Linked DNA regions of Arachis hypogaea: region 2 is linked to region 1. The links are chromatin contacts, called in public Hi-C maps. All regions are on one chromosome and are shown on one strand. Each heading gives the region's core, a stretch centred on a gene start, on an enhancer-like site or on the middle of the called end of the contact. The rest is flanking DNA. Distances are from core to core; before and after follow the strand shown. Region 1 holds the start of LOC112790475. Region 2 holds the start of LOC112776888 (protein OBERON 3-like).

Evidence for each region. A called contact is a pair of places that touch in the nucleus more often than the background predicts.
Region 2: a contact with region 1 is called in a Hi-C map of leaf, with 2.0 times the contacts expected there. The contact joins the promoter of LOC112776888 here to the promoter of LOC112790475 in region 1. A contact is called at or near these places in 2 of 8 Hi-C or Micro-C datasets (both in leaf).

The regions. Positions count from the first base shown.
Region 1 is chr3:44,344,647-44,351,567 of arahy.Tifrunner.gnm2.J5K5, reverse strand. LOC112790475 reads right to left here and starts at 4,305. Exons shown (of 5, transcript XM_025832898.2): 1 at 2,863-4,305; 2 at 657-773; 3 at 281-407; 4 at 67-184. The coding sequence starts at 2,872. The coding sequence ends at 172. It overlaps LOC140183482, which reads right to left. Exons shown (of 4, transcript XM_072231927.1): 4 at 6,812-6,921.
Region 2 is chr3:44,614,787-44,621,482 of arahy.Tifrunner.gnm2.J5K5, reverse strand. LOC112776888 (protein OBERON 3-like) reads right to left here and starts at 1,708. Exons shown (of 1, transcript XM_072231928.1): 1 at 1,313-1,708. The coding sequence starts at 1,708. The coding sequence ends at 1,313.

The sequences.
Region 1 (6,921 bases), core at 3,056-5,555:
TGTTCTAATAAGACATAAATTTCGTTGTAACATTGTTAAATATATGTATAGAGGGAAAGAAGTTACTGTAATTGCGGAGGCTCCAAGACCAGCCCTTTCCCTAGGATCCTTTCGATAGTAATTTCCGAAATAGAGAATTGTTGCAAAGTACCACAGAGGTGGACATACAAATCAAAAAAAGAATCTGAAATAACAAGCAAAAGTCATGAGAGGCCTAAGACAAGAACAAGAAGAACAAAGTGAAGAAAGGAATTTATAAATTGATATGTAAAATACTTACGAGAACCATCCAATTCCGCAGCCAAAACATGGAAGGGGTTTGTCATAAAGTCCAATTTGCAAGTCCTCTGGATCTCTAATCAAATAATATTTTCCCTTTTCTTGCTCTGTGTCATCTGGCGCTTGAGCTGCCACGACAATTGACAGTGTTTTAGAAGAACTTGATCAAAGAGTTTGTATACTAAAAATCAACTACTATATGTTTGTATATTTTGTATTTTAACACATATTTTATATTGATTTAGTAGTTAATTTTTTATACACAAGTATCATGGTTACAAATGCTTCTAGTATCTCTCTTTACTTTTTGTTTGGTAGTTGGTACATTATCAGATATATATCTCTAAATAGAATACAAATAAATGGAAATAAATTACCTCTAAAAATTGGATAACTTGGTACACTTGGCCTCAAAAGATTAACATGTTTATCAGAGACTGATGTGGCCAATTCGACTCCGTTTCGCAAGTTAACAGTCTCTTCATTAGCAAGACCTGTGACATCAAAGTGAATCACAATTCATGGTAAGTGTGTTGGATCAAGTTATTTCTTCATAGTTCTAAATTCCCTATACATGAATGCTTTACAGTGAAAAGTAGTGAACACTATACAGCAATCCAAACCTGCTAGTGCAAGTGTACTATATTTGAACAGTGCCATGCATCTAACTTAGGTGCACCAATAATAAAGATCTTACATAATTGTACATCAAATTTTGGGTAAATGACATAAAAGAAACCTAATGGAGTATAATATTTCCTTAAATGTCCTGAATGGTTCTACGTTACATGCATGTCCTGAAATTAGTTTTTGTATGTCCTAAAATTAGTTTTTTTAGGTAAATCAAAGCTACTAAACTCGATTTGGACTATTCAATGCATTTACGAAATAGCTTCGATTTAGTAGGAGCAACTTCTATAGAGGTAAATCGAAATTAAAAGAGTCGAACCACGTCCAAGGTAAATCAAATCCATTAGTTTCGAATCAAAACCACTTAATTCGATTTACTATTTTGATAGACGAACAAGTAAATCAAGTACATTACAAATTTTTATAGTACTCATGACATCTTTTAAGCCATTTACAATAATTTCAAAAAATACTTACAATAAAAAATTCTAAAATTTTATAAAAATGCTTACTTTAAAATTATTATTAAAATTTTAGTTGTCCTCGTTATAAAATGAATAATTACAATAAATTTTTTTAAAAATTATAATAATATATAAATACAAAATGAATGAACGATTTAAAAATAGGACAATCTTTATAATATTGGAAGGCAATTAATTTAAAAACGTGATTTAAAAAATAAATCATTCTCATAACTACATAATTATAAATTTTAAATACTTTTCAAAAAAACTATTCTAATACTTAGAAGTAGGGGTGGCAAGCGGGAAAGCCCGCCCCCCGTCCCGCCTCACCCAATGAGGCGGTCCTAGAATCTCACCCCGCCCCGCCTAATTGCGGGCTGGCGGGCCGGCGGGCTAAGCCCGCCAAAGCTCTTTTTTTATTACTAACTACTAAATAATATATATAATTTCACAATCATATTAATAAATTTATAATTTTTAAAGGCATAAAAAATTATATTTTTTATATTCATAAACATTAAAATCGTTGTAATTATAAATATCTAATAAACATAATTATAAACCAAGTTTTCATCCAAAACATAATTATAAATATTGTCTCTAAAGTAACATAAACATAATCCAAACCACTCAATTTTTATCTTCGTACTCTTGTAAGTTAGGTTGGAGGAAGTTAGGTTTTGGCCAAAAAATTGTAAAAATACCTCCTCACTAAAAAAACACTAAGCCCGGCGGGGAAGTCCGCCCCGCCCTGTCAAAGCTCGCTAAAGTCCGCAGTTTAAGCGGTGCGGGTTAGGCAGGCTTTTACTATTTGGCGGTCCTAATTTTTCAGCCCAGCCCGCCTTTTTTGGCGAGTTACGCAGGCCGGCCCGGCAGGTTTAGGCCCGTTTGCCACCCCTACTTAGAACGAAGGATCTAAATGTTTTAATTTTAAGGAGGTTCAGAGATATAAATATATTTTTAATTTTCAGAGATCAAAATATCTGCGAGATAAAAGATTAAGAACCTATTTGTCCTTTTCTCTTCAAATTTTTATACAAGTACTTTTTTTTACTCTAAGAAACTAATCCAAACCCACAAAAACTATTTTTTTTCGCCCTTGGTGAAATAGCAGCAAAACTCTTTCATGCTTTTGGCAGTTTGGTTTTTTAGTATATCAACACTCTACTGTAATAGTCACACTTATTCAAATTGCAACATTCGAAAATTATAGCATAATTTATTAATTAAATTATCCAGATAAGGATAAATACTATGTGTGGAAAATCATGATCAGAAACTGTTTATAATTGTCAGAGTTAGAGCAGTCAATACTACATCAAATTGATGATTTGTTTCCTCATTAGAACCTACCAACTATGTTTATGCAATTTATTTAGAGGAGTTATCTTCTTAATGATATTAAGGGTTTTTCTTCTAAGTGCAAAAAGCATTGCGTTTTTAAGTTTTTAATGCATTAAAGAATCTTTTAGAAAGTGTTGAGTACCTTTATCCATAGAAATCGGAGCTAGTTGGCAAACTCAGCCTTTTAGCTGTTCAAACAACTGCTGGAAATCCCTGTTTGACGCAATCCAATGCAATCTTAGACAAAATCATAAGTTGTGAGACCAGCATGGCAGAAGAATACACAACAGTTGCAAGATATTGCATATCAATTCCCAGAGACTATGATGTTAGAATTTTCTTCTATTGATAGTTGACTTTTGATTTTATAAAAACAGTTTAAAATGCTTAAACCTAATATTCTTGTAAATTATAAAATGATGGAGTGATCCATTTTAGGTTTTAAATGTCATGTATTATTGGGATCTCTTGTAATCTAAGTTTTTGATGGTTAAGACCTGATCATTATATATACATGTTATAAGTAAAAAATTCACCCTTTTATCTAATTTGCTAAGGGATTCATTACTTGCCACCTCTAAAGAGATTCGACAGGATGTGTGTTGTCAAGTACCGAATCCTCACAAATATTATCCCCCAACTACTTGGCTCATGAAATTCCAGAAGTATATATATAGTTATCTTCCATTAGTTACTTCAAATTCCTAGTATTAAGTCTATTAAAAATGCTATTTGTACACCAAAATCAGCCACCAATGTATTTGTGTATAAATACATGTGGTTTAATTTATTTTCAATGTGTATTTGTATTCCAACATGTATTTTATACTGGTGACTGACTTTGGTGGTTGATTTTTGTGTACACGTAGCATAGTCGTAAATCCATAATATTAATATCTAACATATGAAACTCATAAAATCTTTAAGAGAATTAATGAAATATTCAAAGAGATCCAAGAATGAACATTTAGGGTGAGAAATATGTGACTTTTAAGATTTTAATATTCATGAGACCAAAAGCAGTTGAATGGACAAAACTGTTGATCATCTAAAACTCTAATAATCATGGCACCTAAGAAAAAGAAGAAGCAGATGCTAAAGCAAAAAAAGGTCAAGAACATGTGCATAAGACTAGCAAGAACACCTCTCAAAATTTCATAGATATTCTATTACTTGAGCAAACATGGATGAATTTAAATTGTATGAAGAAGTAACAAGAATTGCAGAAAATAATGGTTGGAAGAACCAAAGTTTATTAATTAGGGCAACATACACACAAAGAAATTTCTATGAACTATGAATGAGAACTTCAGAAGAAGGAAAATTAGTTACCAGTTATAGAAAAGCTAAAACAGAAAACAAAACAAAAACAAAACATGAGAAAACTGATCAAAATCAGAAGAAAAACTCGCCTTGAAATAGCAATAACAACAAGAAGTTCCACTGATCAGGAGAGAGAGAGAGAGAGAGAGAGAGAGAGAGAGAGAGAGAGAGAGAGAGAGAGAGAGAGTTTGTATTGAATCGTAGGTATTGTACCGAAAAAAAATTAAAAAAAAAAACTGGGCTAAAAGTTCAATTTATGTTTCTTCATTGAATTGGTGCTTGACCTTCATTTTAACATTATACAACTGAAGCTAAACAGAGTTGACTCTGATCTGTCTCTTCTTGTTGTCTTAAAATGAAACTGTGAAAACTATATACTCTTTAGTTTCTTTTTTAATATATAACGTTGCGTGGGAATGAATAATCATAGAAACTAAGTTGCCTTTTGGTTGGTCTCAGCAGTTACAACTTACTAGAAAGAAGAGAGAGTTTTTGAGTTTTTTGAATTCACTAATACGGTAAATCACGCTTTCTTACAATGCAAGTTATTTCTTATATACAACATGCTGCTAACTAACTTCTCTTGATAGAAATAACTATGATAGATATCTCTTAACAAATTCCTATCAGCTAGTAAATTACATGATTTGCCAAGTCTTTAATTCGACTCAAATGACATCTCTCCAACAAGAGTGAGTAATAGCTTCATCATAGTGTTTGGGTTCAGTGATGGAAGAGACAACCAAGAAAAACACCTTATATGCATGTAACAAGTTCTCATATAAATGATTAGACATGATTTGATGCAGCAACAGAATTTGGGAATATAGAATTGAAGACATGAACTGTTGTATTAAAAGGCAAATGATCCCTCATAGAAGACTACATTTTGAGACACACTCATAGAAATACTCCCTTAGAAGACTATATTTCTCTCTATTATCCCATTTTGTCGAGGACTTTCTCTGAGTTTGGAAGTCCTGCATCTCACAACCAAATTGACAATCAAATGCACCCATTCATTGTGAAGTATAAGACATTTGTGAGACATAAGTATTTTGTCCCAATATGGATGCAACGACAACTTGTTTATTAGGCAAATTTATTTTTATTGGCTTTGTGAATGCAACTAGAGAATGGGTTATATGGATATAGTGGAACTTATCAATGATCCAAGAGTCACCATTTTTCAGAGACATTTTCATGAGCACAACTTGGAGTATAGCCTTTTATCTACCTCCAAACCATCTGCCTATGCCACTTTTACCATGTGAGAAACTTGCAGCAAATTAAAATTTTTGAATTTTAAATTTTCTGAATTCACTAATTATAATATGGTAAATCATACTTTCTTACCGTGTAAGTTATTCCTTATATACAACTACTAAAACAAACGGCTTAAACCGTCTTGCCTAATTTATATATGTAATCTTTTTTGTTATTTTTAAAATTTCAACTCAAAATAATAATAATAATAATAATAAAAGGATTAAATATAAAAGGAGAAGAGATCTTGGCCTTCGACTTCTTCAGATTCTTCTTCTTCTCTTATCTCCACACACCTTACATTTTTTTCTACTAGGGTTCTTTCACACCATGAGCAACTAAACTTCCATTGTTAAGGTTAGGAGCTCTATTATTTTAATGGATTAATATTATTATCATTCCTCTCTTGATCAATGCACTAGTTTATTTTCAAAGATTGGTTTCGTTCTTTATCCTAGGAATTAGGGTATATTACAAGATAACTCTTTTTCTAATTCAATTCTTGTTGAATCTTAGAAAACTTAAATCACTTGAATAATAGCTTGAAATTAATTACTCATAATTCTCTGATTACCTGAATTTAACGTGATATGTGACATATAATCATCTTATCTTTGGGTAACTAGGATTTGTGTGGCTCATAAATTAGGATTGGATTTAAACTTCTAATTTAAATTAAGCGACCAAGGAATTGGCTATTAGTTTGGTTAAAAGAGATTAAATTGCTAAGGAATTATGCTTTAATCAATTAGGGTTTGCCATGAATTGAACTTTTGCATTATATTAAAGTGTGTGATAAGAACTACTAACCCGGAAATTTAATATCTCCAAAGCCTTTACTGTTTTCTCATACCATTTTTACCAACCGTTCATTACTTGATTTCTTGAATTCTCTAATTCATTGCTTTATGATACTTGGAACACAAATCACTCAAATTGGCTTGTTTGACTAGTCTAATCATCCAATTATTTTTGCTCAATCTATCAATCCTCATGGGATCGACACTCACTCACCTGAGTTATTACTTGGTACGATCATGGGATCGACACTCACTCACCTGAGTTATTACTTGGTACGACCTAGTGTACTTGCTGGTAAGTTTATGGTATTCGAAATTTCGCAACCAACCACATGACAAAGGGTTATTTATTAGAAGTGTAAGTTTGGTTTGTTCAACTTTAGGGTTCTTATTTGTGGCTGTTGTTGTATCAATGTTGGGGGTAGAATTAGAAAGGGTTTAGGTCACATTAGGAGATGGAATTGAGAATTAAATTTAAGTGTTTTTGGTTGTTTACATATGGCAAAGTATGTACAAAACCTTATCAGTATATGAAATCGAATTTATGCCACCAATGAAAGGGAATCTGATTATAATGAAACTAAATGTATTATACACCATAAAACCAAATATAATATCATATAGTCATCCAAACAGATTCCATAAGGTTTGTTACATAATAGCAACCATAATGTGATAATATCAAACATAAGACACAAAACATAATACCAAAACATAAAACACTAAACCAGTAGCCCAAAATAAGTACTAAAGTTGCATAGTTGCATTTTTTTAACAAAGCATAAACATCACATGATCCAAAATACAAAAGT
Region 2 (6,696 bases), core at 459-2,958, 270 kb before region 1:
AAATATTAAAATTTATAATATTTATTAAATTTTTTTATCAATTTATACAAATACGATAGTATCAATATTTATTGAATATTGCTCAAATGGCATAGTCTCCTCATACTCAATTAAGAGGTTGCGGGTTCGAGTCTCCTATCTTTGATAAAAAAAAATACTTATTGAATATTCTAATATTTTTTATCATATAAAAAATTAAATTAAATAAACAGTCAAATATAAAATAATATTAAATTATATAAATAAAAAATACCTAATTTTTTATATTTGAACTCAAAGGTAGAGGAAGTGTTGCTTATTGAATAGAGAGTTGCGAAATACGAATACACTCAATTCATCTAAATCCAACATGTTTTGAATTTTTAAAACTAAAAATTATTGTGCAATAAAAACAAGAGATGAAGATTGAATTTTGGTATTTTAAGTTATAGTAAAATATTTGAACCAACTTAACTATTTTTTATTTTTTGAAAAAGTATTACTAATTTTTTTAATAAAAGTTTGGGGGGACATGGCCCCCCTTGTCTGAACTAAGCTCCGCCCTGACAATGATGATGATTGTGAGCTACTAATATTGTCAATTAACATAATCTTACTCACTTTGACAAAAACTCCAAATTTTCTAACCTTAATAACCCTAATTCGGATTTATGTATATCCATAAATATAGAGATGACAAAAATTAGAAATATAGTTAATTATTGAGTCAAAGAGTTATCTTGAAACCTCAATAATAATCGGACTTCACTCATTAAGATGAACTTCTTGATTTGGGGGTTATGAAAAACTGAGATTTTGAATAAATAGAGATAGATAGGAGAAAGAAAGGAAGTAAGATAAGTGAGTTTGATAATAGTATGTAATTGCAAGAAGAAGAAGAAAATATAGAAGAGATGAAGAAGAAGGAGAGAAGAGGAAGAAAGAAGAAATGAGATTGAGAAGAGAAGGAAGGGTTCCAAGAGAAAGAAATAATTGGGGTTGGGGAGCGGGTGAATCACGTGACTCACTAAGTCCCTCCTTCTTTCTGTTTTTTACTCTCTCTTTTTTTTGAGAAAATGACAAATAGGTTCCTGACCTTTTATCCTACAGATATTTTTGTTCCTGATCATTGGAAAATACTTTTGAGTCTCTGACGTCCTTAAAAGTTGGACGGATCAGTCCCTCCATCCAAAAGCCACCGTCAGACCGAATGAAAAAGGCTAACGTGGCTCCCCCCCCCCCTCTGCTTACCTGGCATCATGGCTGCCCACGTGGCACGTGGCACGTTAGTGGGATGGAGCTATTGAAAAATGGACACAAAATTCCCTGTCGCTTAATGCGACGTCGTTTTGTGTGTAGCAACAGGAAGCAGACTCTTGCAGTTAACATTCCTACATCTCCTATACAAGAAAAGCCCTACCATCTCAAATAATTGAATTTTACCAGATAAGAAGTTTGTAAGCCCCATCTTGACAGAAACCAGAATCTCCAACTGCACCTTATGGCACTTCAAAAGAGTCTCTTTGGAGAGGTCAGATCTCCTTTCAAGCCTGCTTTGTAGGCTAACTAATTCATCTTTTTTGTCAGGCTTCTCAATGAGATTCTTTAGGTATTTCTTGGTTGAAGCTATGACTTCATCAGCAAGCTCCTGAATCATCAGTGCTGCGGCGGGAACAGACTCATAAACAACTCCCCTCAGGATCCTCTCAGGCCTTAAGAGCTTCTTCATCTTCCCCCACCATCTAACCCTTCCAAGATTCTCACATTCTCTGAATTCCTACCCCTTGAGTCCCCAGATTGAGTTTTAAATCTTGGTCTAGCAGGCAATTCAGAAAGGAAAAAGGAATGATTATCCAAACTAGTAGTCTTAAACTGGCTATTTTCCTGCATAAAGGAGCTAATACCACCACCATGATTGGAAAAACCAACCCCATCTCCAATTGGCTTGAACCTACTGTGAACAGAACTGTTAGTCCCCTCCCCACAATTCCAATTTGGTCATCCTTACTCACAGAGTAGTCAAAATTATCAGTTGAATTGCGGGTAAGCGAGCAACTTGGGTTGTGTGAGAAAGGGTGAGAGTAAGAGTAAGATAAAGAAGTTGTAGCTGTGCAATCATTATTAGACCATGTTGTAGTTGAGGGCCTGCTAGGTTTAGGCCGAAGGGGTTGTGGTTGTTTCTGATCAGCACCATTTTGTATGGCGTTTGAAGCGGTGAGAGAGAATGAGACATCAGGCAAAGCAAGAGAGAGATTCAGTGTCTCAAGTCGTGGCTTCTTCTCCCTATTACTCTCTTGCTCCTCTTCATCTTCCTCAACTGATCGCTTTGAGGAGTTATTCTCTTTGGCATCACTCAGGCTCAAGAAATCTCTTTCAACAAATTTACCAACATCAAAATGATTTGAATTCTCAGAAACAAGAATCTCTTTGCCCTTGTGGCTAACACCTTTTTCTAAAGAATGATTATTCAGCAATAAGCTCTTACCAAGAATAGGAATATCCTTATCAGCAGCAAGACCCAGCCCTTGTGCATCACAGAGGTAGCTGAGGGTGAGTTCTTGCAATCCTGAGCTGGCACCACCAACCATGCTGCTGCTTGTGGGCTTTAAGGATTAGGGCAGCACACAAAACGATGTCGCATTGAGCGACAGGGACTTCTGTGTGCATTTTTCAAAAGCTCCATCCCACTAACGTGTCACGTGGGTAGCCGTGATACCAGGTAAGCAGAGGGGGATCCACATCAGTCTTTTTTGGTGGGCCTGACAGTGGCTTTTGGATGGAAGAACTGATCCGTAGAACTTTTAAGGACGTCGGGGACTTAAAAAGTATTTTCTAATGGTCAGGGACAAAAATATCTGCGGGGTAAAAGGTCAGGGACCTATTTGTCCTTTTCTCTTTTTTTTTTCTTCTCTTCAGTTATAACAAAACTACTGTTGGATAGGAAGTGCCACAAGGGGTGACATTCTATAGACATCTCCAATTGGGCCACATCATTAACGACAGTGGTTTACTGATTCTGCTTTATTTCCACAGCGGAGACGGCAGGGAGGTCGAAGGAAACCTTTAATGAATCAAGCTCAACCCTGATTGCTTTTCATGCAACGCTTTCCAAACAAATATTTTGATTTTTGAAGGACTTTTTAGGACTCAAATTCTCTTTCATATGGTTGTATTATGCATAATTTGGGGGAAATACTTGATTGAGGCATGTGAAAACCCATAGGCCATTAAGTAACCTGATGTTACATCGTATTGTTGTTTCTTGTTCTAGGACCAGATTATTGTTTCTGCCTTCATTGTTCACAGATGTAGCCAGGATTCGAGAAGCAATTTCTAAGGCAAAAGCAGCATTAATCATGTCATGATTCCACCTACATGCTACCGTTAGTAAGTTCTTAATTCAATATATCTGTATTCATATTGTTGTTGGTAGTAATCTGAAATGGGTAAAGGGGAAACCATGGGTCTTGCCAAATGCTAGCCTTTTCCCCAGACCCAATACTCCAATGCATTTCTTTTTCCACTACCTTGCAATTTTCTAATAGACTTTGCCATCTCCAGGACCAGTGAACCCCCTTTTGAATTGTTAGTGGTGAATTATATCAGAAGTATTTTCCTTTAAGTATACAACTGAGCTGAGAGTTATGATTGGTAGTCAATCTCCAAAATTATTTTCTCACAATGCTAAATTTTGAGCGTTCAGGTCCTTAAAACCTAATCCTCCCTCCTTTTAGGCTTGATCATCTTGCTCCAACTAATCCATACCATCTTCCTTTTCTCATCCCATTGCCCCACCAAAACTGTTTAATATTCTATGAATTTTATCTAGAAGAATGTCTAGCAGTTTAAAGTAAGACATAGTATACACAGAAATAAAAGAATCCTTTTTCAAGCCTGAATTTTTTTTTTTTTGAACGTTATCTTTGATAATTCCCAAAGTATTCTTTTTCAATCTGTGAACAATTGAAGGTAGGTCGAGATATTTATCCTGAGCTCCAATATGCTTTATGTTCAGTTTTATCCGCCAATTGCTGTCTGAGTATAGGGAGTGTATTTTGACTAAAGTAAACTACAGACTTGTTGAGATTTACTTTCTGGCCACTGATTGCTTTGTATGCATAAAGCAATTCCAAAATATTATTGTATAATTTCTCTGTAGTCTTACTATATATGATAAAATCCTCCGTAAAGAGCAGATGATTGACAGCGAACACCTAAAGAGAGACTAATAGGTCAAAAATTGAAAAGAGACTAATAGGTCAAATTTGTGACATATCTATATCTTTGGCATCTAGAATCTTTTGGAGTAAGCATATTTAAATGTGGTTAAAACTATTTAACATTCTACCACTGTCGAAGAAAATTTTCATTGTTCTAAAAATATTTTCTCATGTTATCTCCCATTAGAATTGGAATAATTTGACTACGAAACCATCATCCCTCGGAGAATTCTGAGCACAACTACTGAACGTGGCTCTTTTGGTCTCCTCCTTAATCATTGGTTTCCGAAATCTACGGTTCATGTGAGTTGTAACTGTAAGTGTAAAATCCTCAAATAGAAGGTTCAAGTCCTCCTGATTAGTGACTGAAAATATTCCTTTGAAATAGTTTTTCGTTACCTGAGCAATGCTATCTGGTTCTGAGGCTACTTCACCATTCGCTCCAACTAATTGCCAGATTTTATTTCTCTAATTTCTAGAATGGAACTTATGATGGAAGTACTTAGTATTTTAGTCCCCCTCGCGAAGTCATTTTCATTTTGATTTCTTATTCCAGTAACTCTCTTCTTTGTTGTACTATTCTCCAATTTTGCCTTCAATTCATCTATCACACCTCCTTCCATCATACATTCAACCCTCTTTTTTTTTGTTGGCTCTCTACATATATTTTCAATTGCTTTTTTGGAGTTGGTTCAGTTATGTTGTTGCGACTACACCAGTTTATGTATAGACAATTTTAGTTTTTAAGCCAGTGAATACATAGGGGAACCTTCAATAGCCGTCCTCTATGCCTCCAAAATTATCTTTCGAATCTCTTCTACACCACACCTCCTCTCCGAAAACTTGATTCGCCTCTTAGTAGGCTATTTTGGGGGATCAATATCCAACAATAGAGGAGTATGGTCCAAACTGTTATCACTAATTTCCTCACCACAACCGTATCATCTAGACCCCTCTATTGAATCCCATCCAAGACTCAATCCAACTGCTCTCTAATTAGCTCTCCTGCCATCCTTTGGTTAGACTAAATAGAGTGTTGTTCATTCATACCAAGATCTACGAGATAATTATCATCAATAAAATAATTAATATTTTCAATAGAAGTGTAAATCTGGGGTTAATTCTTGATTGTATTGAACTTTTCCATGATTACTACATTGCCTTCAAATAGAAGAAGAGCTGCTAATTCCTAGTATTGCACTAATTGGGTATGCTCAAAAGTGCTGAGATGAACACCCACCAATCTCCATTATTGATTGTTTGTAGCATCTTTGACTAAAATTGATATGTTGTAAGAATTGTGCCCTAATATTTTCACTTCCATATACTCCTTCCATGCTAATAACACCAACCCCCTCCCCCCCCCCCACCCGCCAAGCCATTTGGTTCAATGATTAAAAATTGAGAATAACGACATGCTCTAATTTTTTCTTTTAGGTTGCGAGATTGATTTTTTGTTCACATAGAAAAATCATCTCGAAAGAGTAAAATTGACAAATCCCTTTCAAATTATGGACTATTAGAGTTTTCTCCAAATTTTTGATAGTTTCATGTAAGGACTCTCATGGTGCTTTGGGTGCCATTGCATAGCTAACACCCTCCATAATCCTCCATCCTATTTTTATTAAAACTAGCATCACTCACTTAAACTCCATCCACTTCATTTTCAGCCCTTCGTTTTTGCCCCGATAACATTCTCCATCCCTTCCTACCAACTACATGCCATCCTTTTCATCCTCTTAAACTGGATTGAATAAACAAAAGTAGTGACATTAATGTTTTGGATTTCAATGAGGATACCTTCTGTATTTGATGACGCATTAGGGCTTTTATCAAATTTAGCTTGATTTTCTTTACTTAAGATCTGTATTTGAGTTACTCTTATCAAATTTAGTTTGGTTTTCTTTACTTAAGATCTGTATTTGAGTTACTTTGTTTTCTTTGTGATAGTTTGTATCTTCTCTCCTTCTTGCCGTTCTTAACAATGAAGTTTGAAAATCTCTGAATCAGACAATTTGGTAGGAAGTTTTTACGCCTCACAACCCCACTACCTTGGTAATATGTGTTCAAAAGGGTATATTTGGTATTTTAGTGCTAAAGAATAAAATGGTAATCTTGTCACGTTCAAAGATCTGAATACTGTATAAATTATACTATGCCGATCTTTGACATCAATGAGACTAGAAATTTGTCTCAAAAATAGTAGTGCTGAAATGCCGAAAATCATAAGACCCATTGGACTAAGCAAGAACAACAAGAAGCCCAAAAATTTTCTTCAAGTTTATTGGGAAGACATAAATTCGAATTTAGTTTATTAGAATTAAATTTGATGTGTTGTTAGGATTATCAAAAGATTTGATTTGGTTTATTTTGTTTATTAGTATTTTAAGATGTTTTAAATTTAAATCAAAGCATAGAGTGAGAGCAAAGTGTGCTAAAAAGGATTGTCCTTGGCTAATCCTAACTTTCTGGAACAGCCAGAAACTGTATTTTCAAG